Regions from separate parts of the Sus scrofa genome. Here regions 2, 3 and 4 are each linked to region 1. The links are chromatin contacts, called in public Hi-C maps. All regions are on one chromosome and are shown on one strand. Each heading gives the region's core, a stretch centred on a gene start, on an enhancer-like site or on the middle of the called end of the contact. The rest is flanking DNA. Distances are from core to core; before and after follow the strand shown.

Region 1 (3,146 bases), core at 24-2,523:
CTTGCTGCCTTATTAAAGCTTTTTTGTTGTTTGTTTTTAAAGAATAGTGTTTAGCTGACTGCTTCGTGATTTCTCCAAATTGGAAAAAAAAAAGACTACTGTCTAATGCCAGTTACACACACATAAAGCCAGAACATTTGGGAAAACAAATGTCCATTATTAGGGCATAGGTTAAACAATACATGGTATAGTACAATCATAGCAAGAAACAGCATGCACGCCCATTAATAATGATAATGCATATCTACATTTCACATGGACACTTCTAAAACAGGGACTAAATAAGGCCTAATCTGCTTTGTAAGTGAATATGCTTTGCTATATTCAAAACACACAATTATATTAAAACGAATGCATTTTATAATCATCTAAACATATATTCATAATGACATCTGAAGTAAATCCAAATATGAACAATGGATTTGATCCGTAGCTGATCTAATCTAGAGTATTTCCTTTCTTTTCTATGTGTACTTAATAGCGCTTGGATTTATTTCTAAAAACAATGAGACTGTATAATTTTTATAACCAGAAAAAAAAAGGGGTTTCCGTTCTGGGAGGACCATAGGGTTCTTCAATTTTACACGCTATCCTAACTCAGGGAAAGAGCTGCCTGCACTGTGACATCCAGAAGAAGTTCACAAAAGGTGTGACTAACTGGAGGGTAAGTAGACTTCTCACAACCACAACTAAGAGTCTGCTCCAGCTGACACGGGGCGTGGTGACCCTCTCCGACGCTCCGGGCCTCCGGGAAAGCTGGTTCCTTTTGCGGGCACCCGTCCCCGCCTCCCCCAGGCCCCTCGACCAGGTCCACCTCGCAGAGCACGACTATGGGGATCCTCGCTGTTGCAGCAGCTGGGCGGGCAGCTCATCGTGACCTCGAGGGGTTGGGCGCGCCAAGAGCGCCGACGACGCCGCTCACTCGTCCTTAGGAGGCCGAACACCTGGGCTCGTCCGGATGGTCAAGGCTCGGCCCAATACGCCGGTGGGAAGAGCAACCAGGGAAGGAACACTCCAACCCCAGGTTACTCAGAACTCGATCTCTCCACAGCTGCGAGAGGTGGGCAACCATCGGAGGCCCGTGCATCACTCCTCCCCGCCTTGGCGCGCTTACCGGTCCCACCAGGGTCAGCCAGCCGCAGAGACTCCTGCCACCAAACTTACCGCAGACCCGCAGATTTCGGTTAGCGTCCCACAGCTCGCGCAGGCGCACAGTCAGCAAATGCGCCCGGGCTGCCGTTAACCGCCTGGCCTCCAAGGTTTAAACCTAAGAGCGAATGGCCCTCCTCGGCCCCTCCCTCCTCCTTCCTATTGGCCCAGAGGGCGAACGGCTCCCAATACTGGATCCTGATTGGTCTATATTTTCTCTTAGCCCTCCTCTACAGGCGGGAGGAAGCCCGGGACTCCGGCGGTGGATTCGAAACGCCAACACCCTGCGGTCTTCTAGGTCGTAACCCGGAACTGTTTGGGCGGCGCCTTCAGGCGTCTCGGAAGGAAAGAAGAGGACTCTCAAGCCTCGGTAAATGGCGAGGTAGCTGGGTTTGGGGAGAGGCGTTTAAACGTTCCGTCCACCTCAAGGGAATCAGTCTTCCAGCTCTCTTGCTTCTGGAGGCCGCCGGTTCCGAGGCGTCGGGAGAAGGGTGCTCTCAGAGCCTGCGGGCTGGTGCTTCCCTCCTGACAGTCCCCGAGGTTGGATAAGTACAGGTTCGAGGTAAAGACTGAGACTTGCATCCGCTCCTTGAGTCCTTTCCGTGGCTTTTAAGGCTCTCTGATTTGAGCCATTGCTGTCTCTCCAGCCCTTGCCAACGGAGCTCTCAAACTGCTCTGGCCACTCTGACTCCCTTGCCAGAAGGAGTCCTCGCTTGTGGTTTTCTTCAGGAATGCTCCCAACTAATCCCTTCACAGAATCTTACCTTTAAACATTGTTTTTATTGTATGTTTGTTTACATATCTGAGAGAAAAGGTCTAGGCTTTGAAAATTACAGAGGTTGAGATTTTAAAAAGTAAAAGAGGAGTTCCGTCGTGGCCCAGTCGTTCCCGTAGGAACCATGAGGTTGCGGGTTCGATCCCTGGCTTTGCTCAGTGGGTTAAGGATCCGGCGTTGCAGCGAGCTGTGGTGTAGGTCGCAGACACGGCTCTGATCTTGCATTGCTGTGGCTGTGGTGTAGGCCGGCAGCTACAGCTCCGATTAGACCCCTAGCCTGGGAACCTCCATATGCCGCAGGTGCTGCCCTAAAAAAAAAGGACAACACACACGCGCACACACACACAAAAAGTAGAGGTCTTCACAACTCAATGTCCTAGTCACTGCCCTGCAACCTAAGCAACTTGTCTTTCAAGTCCTGAGCTTTCTGTACCCCACCTCACAGATAGGAAGGTGCTGGTGGACACATTTAGTTTACACTGTTTTGCTAAATTCCCGAGTCTATGAAAGGGAGAAAGTAATGTTAAACCTTTTCCTGAAACGTCATTTTAGCTCTTACTCTTAACCCCTTTGTGTCAGGTCCTACCTTGAAGGCACTTTGGATTTGTGGGTAGAAAGAAAAATAAAGGAGAAGTTGACAGAAGATTTGAAGACCCTCCCCTTAGATCTCCAAAGTCTTAACACCACTTAGTGCACACATCCTTTTCTCATGAACAGATATCCCATGTTTAGGTTTGGTCATCTCTTCCTTCATGTCTCTTTCATTGGCATTGAACCTCCGATTTTTCTTAGAAACAAAGAGTAGACAGTCATTTTTCTTACCTGTTGGTTTGATCATTCAACAAACTCCTTACAGCCCCATCCCCCTAAGTTCCTCTTATCCTTTATGTTCAAATTTTATCTTGGAAACCTGTTAATTGATAACAACTTGGAGGATCTATCTCTTGTCATATTTCAAGTGGTATCTTGCGTTCCACTCAATCCTTGTTTTTTTGGTGGATCACTTCATCCTCCAACTTTGTCTCAATCTGATTAATAATCCTCATGTTTCCTTGAAATCCACTGAACCCAGGTTAAAAAACTTAACCAGCGCCTTCTAAACTGCAGTATATGGAAGGAAATCCTATTCTTGCAAACCGAATTGCATCTTTAAAAAAAATGTATGGGAGTTCCCGTCGTGGCGCAGTGGTTAACGAATCCGACTAGGAACCATGAGGTTGCG
Region 2 (3,610 bases), core at 97-2,596, 300 kb before region 1:
AACTCAAATTCAATCTCAAAGAATAGTACAGTGTAGGGAAAAAGACCACTGAAGGAAGCAAAGCCTTACTACCGACAGCCTAGACTGCAGCATCCTAGCTGATTGCCCTGCTATCAAATTCCTCACATTTTCAATCTGAAAATTCCTCTTTCAAGGAGTCTCTCTCCTACTCCAGAAGCTTCAAAGACTCCTCCCTACTTAATCACTTCTAGTTCAAATTCTTCCTCAAGTTGGCTGGCTCCACTTATCTGTCCAACTTTGTTTCATGCTCAATATGGCTCCCTTCAGCCAAACCCTATTATAGGAGTAGGAGGTAAAACTAATTCCATGACCTCCTCTAACTTCTCAGGCAGCCTTCTTTCTAAGGAGTCAAAAACTGTTTCCTCTATCGTCAGCACAGATCCATTAATTTTTTGACATCCCTTCTGCGCTCGGCGTCAGCTTTCTTCTTAACAAATGGCAGGTATGTCCCAAGGTGTTTTTAACATTACCATCCCAACCAGATGGTTCCTTTTCCCTGCCACCCCTTAATGAAGTCAGACGGTCTTGACTTAGTGAAGTCGCTAGCAGTTTGGGCATGGGACTCCAAACACTGCACCTTGTAAGAGGAGAGAGGGTCTGGAGCGGTTGCAAACCACGGAGGGGAAAAATGAAGGAAGCAGAAAAGAGAAGAGAAGGTTCGTGCTCTGTACTTTGTCTTCCCTTGGGAAGGAGTAGGAAGAGGGTGGGGGTGAGAAGACGCAATCCAAGAAATGAATTCTTCAAGAAGGCAGGAGAAATTCAGGGTGCTCCCTAGGAAGGAAACATGGGACCTGGATAACGGAAGGGCTCCCCATCACCCTTGGAGAGGACTAGTTACAACGCGAAACAAAGAGGTTGGGAGTCAGGAGGTGAGGGGTGGAAAGGCTTCAGATCCCGCGTCTCCGAAGGTCGAGCGGAAAGCAACGGGGACCCGACGTCCGGGGACTGGCCGAACAGCTGGGACCTGGTTGCCAGGAGGGTCAAGGTGGGCGCCCAAGACTGCTCTGGAGCGAGCGTTTATGGGGCATCGTTTCTGCAGGGCGCGGGGGCGGGGAGGTGGTTTTCAGTGGGCTCGTCTCCCAAAGGGAGAAACGGTTTCCCAACACAGGCACCTCCGAGAAGGTAAGCTCTTGGGACGTAGAAACGTCAAGGCGTTAAAGTACCGGTAGTTACAAACCCCAGCTCGGCTTCCCCACACACTCACCGCGTCTCCTCCAAACGCCACCGCTCCAGCTGCAGCTACCGGCCGGCGCAGCCGCACTTAGCGCGTACCGCCCCCACGTGACTCGGCCAGAATCCCGCCCCCGCCCGCCCCACGTGACCTTAAGACACACCCACTCCCGCCTCGCTCTGGTCCCTCTTCTGCCCTGGGTTTTAGCTGGCCCTCCCTTCTCGGCAAGATGGCGGTGCCCAGTTGCTGTGTGCCAGGTTTCTGGGTCCGGAGTTCCGGACAGTGTCTGGGGAGTCTCTTCACTTTCGTCTCAAAGCGACTTTGCTCCGCTGCTGCCGCCTCTAGGCCCATGGATGCCCAGCAACTGGCAGAGAGGCTCCGAGCCCAGAAAGAGAAACAAAAGGCGAAGGGGCCGGTGAGTCCAGAAGGATCACGACTCCCAAGAGGCAGTGCGCTCACTGGTTTCCCAGGCCGGGAGGGAGGTCTTCGGACAGGTCTCACGTAAAAGTCGAGGACAGTGGTGGACGAATGGGAAGAAAGCGAAGGGGAGAAGGCAGTAGTGTACTGTAGCTTCTTGTGCATTGGATCATTGGTTCCTGCGGACTTCGGCCCGAAGCTCTTCATGGGTACAAGGAAGACACCCCTGCTTTCAGATTACTCGGGGAAAGCACGAGACTAAGGCACAAGTATAGGCATTCCCTTCCCAAATTCTTATACTTATTGAAGGTCCTTCCCACCAGGCGTTTCCCGTCGCTCCTTCTCTCCCTGTAGGTGCCCACGAACCCTGTTCAGCGGAGAGTACGAGAACTAGTGCGGTTCACAGAGCAGCTGCAGCGAGTCCACCCCAATGTGCTTGCTAAGGCGCTGAGCCGAGGAATTGTCCACCAGGACAAGGACCTGCTGGTCATCAATAAGCCTTATGGTCTCCCTGTGCATGGTAAGGAGCACGTGGGAAAGGAAGGGGGGGCCCTGCTGCTGATTTCTGCTCTAAGTAGGGGCAACTCTACTGATTTTACTTCCGGGGCTCTCTGAAGTCTCTCTTTCAAAATAATCAAATTTTTGCGGGGTACTGTCTATGTAAGGCACTACCCAGGACACAGAGATAAATAAGACAGTCCCCACCTTCCAGACTTCTGGCAATTAGCAGTGATTTATAGAATTTGCTGTCTGCAGACCTCCAGTGGGGATTGCTATAGAAAAAGTACAAAGGCTGTGTGGTTCTTGCCTTCAAGTTAGTTTCCATCAAAACTGGGAAAGAGGACATAATTTGTGTGTTGATGTATACCTAACAAAACCCCAGGGTGTCTAGAACTTAATGGACACGTAATGATTTTGAATAAAGGTTCTGTGTAGTTGTTAGAGACAGCTGGAGTGAGTCAGGAAAGACTGATATAGAAAAATGCCAAAAACATGTTTTCCCCTAGCAAAATCCTTTTCACAAGTGCAATTTTTTTTTTTTAAATCCATCTTTCCTGACTCACTCCAGGCTAGAAGAACAAATGCTCAGGGGGCGGTATGGAGAAGGTTGTACATGAAGATAAGGAATTAAATCAAATATTGCCAAGTACTTTGTGTGTTTTTTTTTTCCCCCCTCTCTTGACCCTCAGAATAGCTTCTTGCCTTTCCATTTCCCATGAGATAGCTGTTTTTTATTCTAATTTTTTTTAGCCACATATGCAGTATGTAGAAGTTCCTGGGTCAGGAATCAAACCCATACCTCAGTGGTAACTAGAACCACACAGCAGTGACAACGCATGCCTCCCTGCCAGGCACCAGGGAACTCTGTGAAATAATTAGATACTTATATTTTATAGATGAGAAAATTCAAAGTTGGAAAGATTAAGTAATCTGTCCAAGGTCAATGGCTAGTTAGGAGGGAACACAGAATGAACCCAAGAATATCTCCCCTCAAAGCCCATTCTCTTAGCTCTTCTGTAATGCCTCAGAAAGGCCTCATGGTCTTGCATTTCTCACTAGAGTTTACTTGGCAAATTTCAAGCCTTTATTTGTGTAGTGAAATATCAGACCTCCTCATTTTTGGTTGCTAATTTTCTTCTGAGTACATAAGTAGATTAAATATATATATATATGTCTGAAGAGAAAGCCACATGCTCTGGGACAGTGTTTCTTAAAATTTAATGTGCACATGAATCACTTGGGTGTTTTATTAAAATGCTGATTTTGATTTATTACTCTGGTTTGGGGGCCTGAGATTCCTTTCTAGCAAGTTCCCTGGGCATACTGACATGTTGTTAGACCCTGGAGCAAAACCTTAGTAATAAGGTTCTAGAAATCATCATTAATCCAAAAAGGGCTATTTTCCCAAGTAGAAGTCTTTGGTGGGCTCTTTTCCTGGCCACTCACATCTCTGGCTTTTTCCTTCTTAGGTGGCCCTGGGGTCCAGCTCTGCATCAGTGA
Region 3 (3,447 bases), core at 368-2,867, 360 kb before region 1:
TCAAGTCCTGATGACTTTGCCTCCTAAATACCTCCCCAACCTCTCCCTTTTTCTTCATCTGTACCACCACCGCCCTAGAACAAACCATGATACTGTTTCTCTCAGCTGTTTCCACTCATTTCCCTCTTGCATAGCTAGAATGATCTTTTTCTAAACACTATTTTAATCACATGCCCTCTTGCTTAAACCCTCCAGTGGTTTTCCGTTACTCTAAGGATTAAAGTCCAAAACTTTCCACGTGGCCCTTGAAGACACTGTACAATCTGGCTCCTATTCTCCTAGTCTTCTCTGCACACTCCAGCCCCAGCTCCTCATTCTTATCACAGGGGTCCACACAGGTGACCTCTCTGCTTTGAAACTCTGTGCCCACTTCTTTGCCCAGTTAATCCCTTGCTTCCTTTAGATCTCAGCCCAGTTATTATTTTCTCAGAGATGCCCCCTTGACTATGCCAAGTTCTCCTGTCACACTATCTCATAGCTCCGTGAATGGCTCTTTTGCAGCATGCAACACACCTGCAACCTTGCATTTCTCTGGGATTGCTTCATACTGTATTCTACCTTCTTCACCGAAATAGCCAGCCCAGCACAGTACCTGGTACCTCCTAAGTGCTTAATAAATGTTTTGAATACATGAATCCTTTTGACTTTCACACCTAACTCACAAATCTCTGAGTCTTGTCTCCAGTTCAAGTTCAAACTCTTCTCAGCAGCATGTGACTCTTTCTTTGATCTGGATTTATTTTACCTCTCCAGACTATATTTCATACTACTACTCAAACTCTATCTGGATGGCCTTTGCTAATTCCTTGCGTAAGAACAGTATTTTTCTCCTAACCTTTGTTCAGTTCTCCAGCACCTGGACATCATACCTTCCTTGAATCAGTAAACATCATCTTTCAAGGCTGACCTCGGTTCGCATCTGTTCCATGTATACTAGCTACTCCCCTGGCAGTGCAGGGCATAACTCTTAAGCTGGGTTGAACTGGTCTATTGAAGCCTTGAACTGGTCTATTGAAGCCTTTCCTTTCCAGCTACACTTCAGGCACCTCCAGAACATATATCGAATCCTCCTTCTCTTCTTTCCTCTTGAACTTTCCAGCCTTGAACTGGTCTATTGAAGCCTTTCCTTTCCAGCTACACTTCAGGCACCTCCAGAACATATATCGAATCCTCCTTCTCTTCTTTCCTCTTTCATGACTACAACACTAAGAACAGCATCCTGCATGCGAGCAGGACTTAATGCACTTCTATCAAACCAATGAATCACCCTGGCTGTTATTCTGGCGGTAAGCTCAGGCATAGAACGAACTGGGATTTGTCACCTGAGAAGGGCAACCTCTGGATCCATACACCTGTCCAGACTGTACAAGCTCTGGCAGGTAAGATATCCCTTCTTCCAGCGACCCACTGTCTTCTGAGCGTGGCCAGGGATCCCAAGTCCTGAAGGTCACATGGCTGGACATTGGGGGCATCCCAGAACCATGATACCCTCCGCTGCCCTCAACTTTACCCAGAGTAGAGCCTCCTCTGCGTGTGCCTAGCTCCCGGCCCAAGAGGCCCCGGCGCAAGCCGAGCCACAGCGCCCTCCGAAGCATGGCCCTCCAGCGTCCGGCCGCTGTGGGAGGGTACCCTACACTGGTAAGCCAGCCGTCACTGCTCTGCGCCACGGGCCATTCATCCGAGCGTGCCCATTGGCCAGCGGCTCCCCGCCCCTCCGCCTGATAGGCTGTCGACCCCTTCCGTGCGTCCCCGAGAGCCCCGCCTAGGCCCGCCCCTACCCGCCATTGGCAAGCCTGGCGTCTACGTAGATCCCGCGCGCCAGCTGGAGGAGTGGGGGAGGAATCCCGGGGCCGCTGAGCGGAAGTGCGGATGAGCCGGTTTCCGGGGCCGCTGGTGTGACGTGTCCTGAGCTTGGCGCAGCAGGAAGCGGCGGTGATCGCGGCCTGAGTTCCCGGCGGCGGCCCCGGCTCCTTTCCCGCTGCCGCCATGCTCGACTTCTTTACCATTTTCTCCAAAGGCGGGCTCGTGCTCTGGTGCTTCCAGGGCGTGAGCGACTCATGCACCGGGCCGGTTAACGCGTTGATTCGTTCCGTGCTGCTGCAGGTACCGCCCCCGCAGGATCAGAACTCTGGGCTCGTCTCTCTGACCCGGTCCATAGTCCCCCTCGACTGATCCCGTGCCTTCCTCCCACTCCCTCGGCCCACCTCAGACTGGCCACTCACTCGTAACCGGGACTCCACTTTTTTCTCCCTTCCTATCACACCATCCCGCAACTTTGCGACGTCCCCTCCCCCTCCGCTTCCTGGGACTCTGGCTGGATTCCGTAGTCTGTTGAGACTTGCCATCGTTTCCTCCGTTTGCCCCGAGCAGCTTGATTTTCTCTTGTTTCGATGGCTGAGTGGGATACTGAATAGAAAACGGTCTTTTAGGAACTAATACTATACAGCTGCGATTGTTTATATGGGGACTATTTCCCTTTCAGCCCGCACGTGTCCTTCCACGTCCCACCTCTTTCCCTCTGCCCTCCAGCTTGGTGTCTCCTTTTCTCCCTAGTGAAATGGTGGAGAGAAGTGCCCCCGCATCTTGTTGCCCTGGGGACAGGTTTGACTTTGGGGGAATGTCTAGCTCTTTCCTAAAGGTAATCCTAGAGGGGCCCAAGTCTGGGTTTGGTGGGGATAGTCTGAGCTTTGAGACATAACTCTTTTTTTCCAGGAAAGGGGAGGTAACAACTCCTTCACCCATGAGGCACTCACACTCAAGTATAAACTGGACAACCAGTTTGAGCTGGTGTTTGTGGTAAGTGGGGGTATTTTAGAGGGGCAATGTTACATTCGCAGTGTAGTTCTGATATTAAGAAAACCTTGATTAATTGCACCCAGTGTATATGATGAAGTAAGTGAGAAGACAGGGAGGGTGGAGGGGGAAAGGGAAGAAGCTCTTGGGCCCCATCAGAGAGCTTGGCTGCTCCTCAGGTCAGGGAAATCTGCCAGGTGGCTGAGCCAGTCTCTGGAGGCCTGGGTTGAGTTGGCTTCCCTCTTCTGGCTGGCATGTAAGCAGATCTGTTGGCTCTGTTTCTTTCCCTAAACAGGTTGGTTTTCAGAAGATCCTAACACTGACCTATGTAGACAAGTTGATAGATGATGTGCACCGGCTGTTTCGGGACAAGTACCGCACTGAGATTCAACAGCAAAGTGCTTTAAGTCTATTGAATGGCACTTTTGATTTCCAAAATGACTTTCTGCGGCTCCTTCGGTGAGAGGCCTCCCCTCTCTAAAATCGATTTCTATGGCTTGATGAGCTCCTTTCCTTCCCAAGGGTCATAAATTGTGGCTTGAAAGACACTCCTAGGGGATTTCTCTGGTGGCCTAGTGGGTTAAAGCTCCTGCGTTTTCACTGCTGTGGGTTGGGTCGCTGCTGTGGCACAGGTTCAATCCCTAGCCCCAGGAA
Region 4 (3,307 bases), core at 718-3,217, 390 kb before region 1:
TGGGCCCTGGGGTAGAACCATAGTTGAAACCTGGACAGCAAAAGTAAAAGCTCTCAGGGCCTTAGCAATCTCAATACTTTGGATTTCCTTCTCTGCAGTCTTCCCTCTAAGAAAGCCTAGCCAAAGGCACCCATGTTTCTTTTCCTGGAGAAGGCATCTCATCAACCCAGATCCTTGCCACAGCTCTTTAAGAGATGCAAGACTTCTCAACTGTCTTCTCTTTTGGGCTCACAAGGCCTCTGTCAAATTCTCCTCATTTTGGAGTTCCTGTCGTGGCTCAGCGGTAACGAACCTGACTAGTACCCATGAAGACATGGGTTCAATCCCTGGCTTCACTCAGTGGGTTAAGGATTCGGCATTGCCATGAGCTAAGGTGTACGTCACAGCCTTGGCTCCAATCTGGCGTTGCTGTGGCTGTGGCGTAAGCCAGCAGCTACAGCTCTGACTGGACTCCTAGCCTGGGAACTTCTATGTGCCTCGGGTGCAGCCCTAAAAAAAGAAAAAAAAAAAAAAAGACACCCCCCCAAAAAAATTCTCCCCATTTTACAGCTGAAGAAAATGAGGTCTAGAGAAGTTTAAGTGACTTGCCCAAATGGTGAAATAGAAATTAGACTTTAAGTATCCCAACTAGCTTCGAGCTCAAAGGTTCCCATGGCTAAAATCTTCAGCAGGTGCTGCAGACTGAAGGTAAGTTGGGCTGAGACAGACAGAACCTTGTAAAACACAAGAGACACAGAAAGAGGCATGGAAGCCTGGCCCAGGGTCTCCCTGCCCCCATCCTCCCAAAAGTGAGAGCGCCTGCCAGGACTTCTGGGGAACCCTTGGACTGCCTCTTTACTAGCTCTTGGGTCAGTATCCAGTCTCTCCTCAGTCCCTGCTGGAGAGCTGAGCACGTGATATTAGAGCTAGCTGTGCCTGTCTGCTTAAGGATGCTCTGCACTCCTGAAGATCAAGGATGGGAACTTTCAGCTCTATGTTGCACCCAGTTCAGTGCTGGCCCGTCTGTGCATGAAACGTGGAATTGAATCAAGAATGGGAACTTTCAGCTCTATGTTGCACCCAGTTCAGTGCTGGCCTGTCTGTGCATGATATGTGGAATTGAATCACCAATTCAACAAACTGTTTCCCCGCTCCCAGGAGCGGGAGTCCTGTATATAGCAGAGATCATACTTCCTACAGTGCCTATGTTATTGCCTGGGGCCTGGATGACCAAGACTGCCCAGAAACATACTGGATTCCTAGCACCTTACAGGGTTTTTGTGTGTTTTGTTGGGGCCCGTTTGTTTGTTTGTTTGCCCTCACCCAAGGCACGTGGAGTTCTGGGCCAGGGATGGAACCTGCGCCACAACAGCGATCCAAGCCCCATCAGTGAAACCTCCAGATCCTTAACCAGCTGTGCCACAAGAGAACTAGCACGTTACAGGTTTAATAAATGAATGGTGAAAGCTTGGGGAATTTAACATGCGACTTTTTAATCGACAATAAATACACTCCGCAAGTGTTAGGTTCTTATTTTAGTACAAGAGGAGGAATTAGGGAAATTAGCCCCACGCGTGTTAATTCCCTTAATTTCACAAGTATCCTTGTTTCCTCCACGAACCAAACCCCTGCCCAGGCATTTTGGCGCACTTGGCCTCCTTCCCACCCGGGGCAATGCGATTAGTATTTTCCAAAGAATCTCAAAAAAAAAAAAAAAAAATCCGCCTCCGAGGCGACGATTGGGTCACTCCTTCCCGCATCCCCACCCCAACGCTGCTTAATGGTACCTTTCCGTGCAGGAAAATGATTTTGTCCCGCGCAGACTCCCTTAGCACTTTTTTCACTCTAAAGCCGGAGAAAGGTAAGCGGACAGGAGCAGAGGTACCATTCCCAACCCTTGCTTCCTTCTCCTCTGTGCTGGGTGCCTCCGCCTCCTCCGGGTCTCGTTCGCGCTTTCTCTTGCTGGGTTGAGGAGCGGTGTCCGCCATATTGCCGGGGGAGAGTGTGCGCCTGCGCCAACCCGGCCGCGGCCCCGCCCCTCTGCCGCCTCACCCCACCTCCGCGGAGGGCGGTGACTACAACTCCCGACGTGCTCCGCGCCGGAGTCAGCCGATCTCCTGGCTGTAGGAAACCTAGGGCCGCTGTTTTTTGGGACTCGTCTAGAGTGAGCATCTTAATTCGAGTTTCCCGCCTTTGGTCTCCTCGTGCTAGCCAACCCGGGCGGAGGCTGGTCCTGAGGGAAAAGAGAAGGTGACAGCAAGGCTAGAGAGGCTGCAGGGGAGAGGGTAGCCCAGCCACCCCACCCCACCCCTACTCCCCCGAGTCCGAGCTGCAAGACGCCCTTTGGACTCTGCGCTGACACTTGGGTTGAATACAGCTTTTTAATCAGAGTTATGCCAACATTGATTAGAGTGGAAGGGATGTTTCTGAAGCAAATCTGTTGAGCCAATCTCTTTCTTAGTCAATTGATTGAACATAGAGAACGCTTAAAACCCTATCCATTTTTCACCCGTTTCCATTTTACAAAAGTCCTCTTTGTGTTGTCCTTTTCTTTGTAAATCCCAGTATTTTTTGCTGAGAAGAATGGTAAGTGAACAGGGCCAGAAGTACATTTCCATTGCCTGCCTCTTTGCTTCTGCTTCCTGTCCATTAGATGATCAGGTACCCTGCCACCTTCTCGTTCACCTTGCCTTTAAAAACACTTCCCTGAAAGCCATCAAGAAGTTCAGGTCTTTTAAGGATGAGCTGCCAGGTTTTCCTTGCTTGGTCTCACTCATTGCCTGCCTCTTTGCTTCTGCCCCACTGTATCCATGTTACAGAACCAAAGTTGGGTCTCCTTGGGCAACTTACTGCAATCTATCCACACTGGGTTGTGATGAGGGAAAGTACAGCGTTTATTGCAGTCTTTGGGGTTTCTTTGCGTTTTAGGGTCGCACCCGCTGCATGTGGAGGCTAGGGGTCCAATCGGAACTATAGCACAGCCACAGCAATGCAGGATCCGAGCTGCGTCTGTGACCTACACCACAGCTCATGGCAACGCTGGATTCTCAACACACTGAGCGAGGCCAGGGATGGAACCCACAACCTCGTAGTTCCTAGTCGGATTCGTTTCCGCTTTTCCACAACGGAAACTCCCAATTGCAAGGTTCTTAAAGTGAGACCAAGCAAGGAAAACTGGCAGCTCATGCTCAAAAGACCTGAACTTCTTGATGGCTTTCAGGGAGGTGTTTTTAAAGGCAAGGTGAAGGAAAAGGTGGCAGGGTACCTGATCATCTAATGGACATTCTTCTGGTTGATAGATGGTATTTCTGGGGTCAGTATCAACCTC

Evidence for each region. A called contact is a pair of places that touch in the nucleus more often than the background predicts.
Region 2: a Hi-C map of skeletal muscle shows a contact between it and region 1, with 3 times the contacts expected there. The contact joins the promoter of FAM118B here to the promoter of HYLS1 in region 1. A contact is called at or near these places in 2 of 47 Hi-C or Micro-C datasets (heart right ventricle and skeletal muscle).
Region 3: a Hi-C map of liver shows a contact between it and region 1, with 4 times the contacts expected there. The contact joins the promoter of FOXRED1 here to the promoter of HYLS1 in region 1. A contact is called at or near these places in 2 of 5 promoter capture datasets (fetal liver and liver) and 4 of 47 Hi-C or Micro-C datasets (heart right ventricle, liver and skeletal muscle).
Region 4: a Hi-C map of liver shows a contact between it and region 1, with 5 times the contacts expected there. The contact joins the promoter of DCPS here to the promoter of HYLS1 in region 1. A contact is called at or near these places in 2 of 47 Hi-C or Micro-C datasets (heart right ventricle and liver).

The regions. Positions count from the first base shown.
Region 1 is chr9:53,007,071-53,010,216 of Sscrofa11.1, reverse strand. It overlaps HYLS1 (hydrolethalus syndrome protein 1), which reads right to left and starts at 1,273. Exons shown (of 3, transcript XM_013979548.2): 1 at 1,165-1,273. LOC100736666 (a long non-coding RNA gene) reads left to right here and starts at 1,421. Exons shown (of 7, transcript XR_002335726.1): 1 at 1,421-1,711.
Region 2 is chr9:53,306,934-53,310,543 of Sscrofa11.1, reverse strand. It overlaps FAM118B (protein FAM118B), which reads right to left and starts at 1,346. Exons shown (of 8, transcript XM_005667489.3): 1 at 1,226-1,346. It overlaps RPUSD4 (RNA pseudouridylate synthase domain containing 4), which reads left to right and starts at 1,352. Exons shown (of 7, transcript NM_001244957.1): 1 at 1,352-1,607; 2 at 1,964-2,129; 3 at 3,580-3,610. The coding sequence starts at 1,422.
Region 3 is chr9:53,363,465-53,366,911 of Sscrofa11.1, reverse strand. FOXRED1 (FAD dependent oxidoreductase domain containing 1) reads right to left here and starts at 1,617. Exons shown (of 12, transcript NM_001244921.1): 1 at 1,511-1,617. The coding sequence starts at 1,595. SRPRA (signal recognition particle receptor subunit alpha) reads left to right here and starts at 1,827. Exons shown (of 14, transcript XM_003130057.5): 1 at 1,827-2,103; 2 at 2,713-2,796; 3 at 3,089-3,252. The coding sequence starts at 1,987.
Region 4 is chr9:53,399,447-53,402,753 of Sscrofa11.1, reverse strand. DCPS (decapping enzyme, scavenger) reads right to left here and starts at 1,967. Exons shown (of 6, transcript NM_213790.1): 1 at 1,767-1,967. The coding sequence starts at 1,967.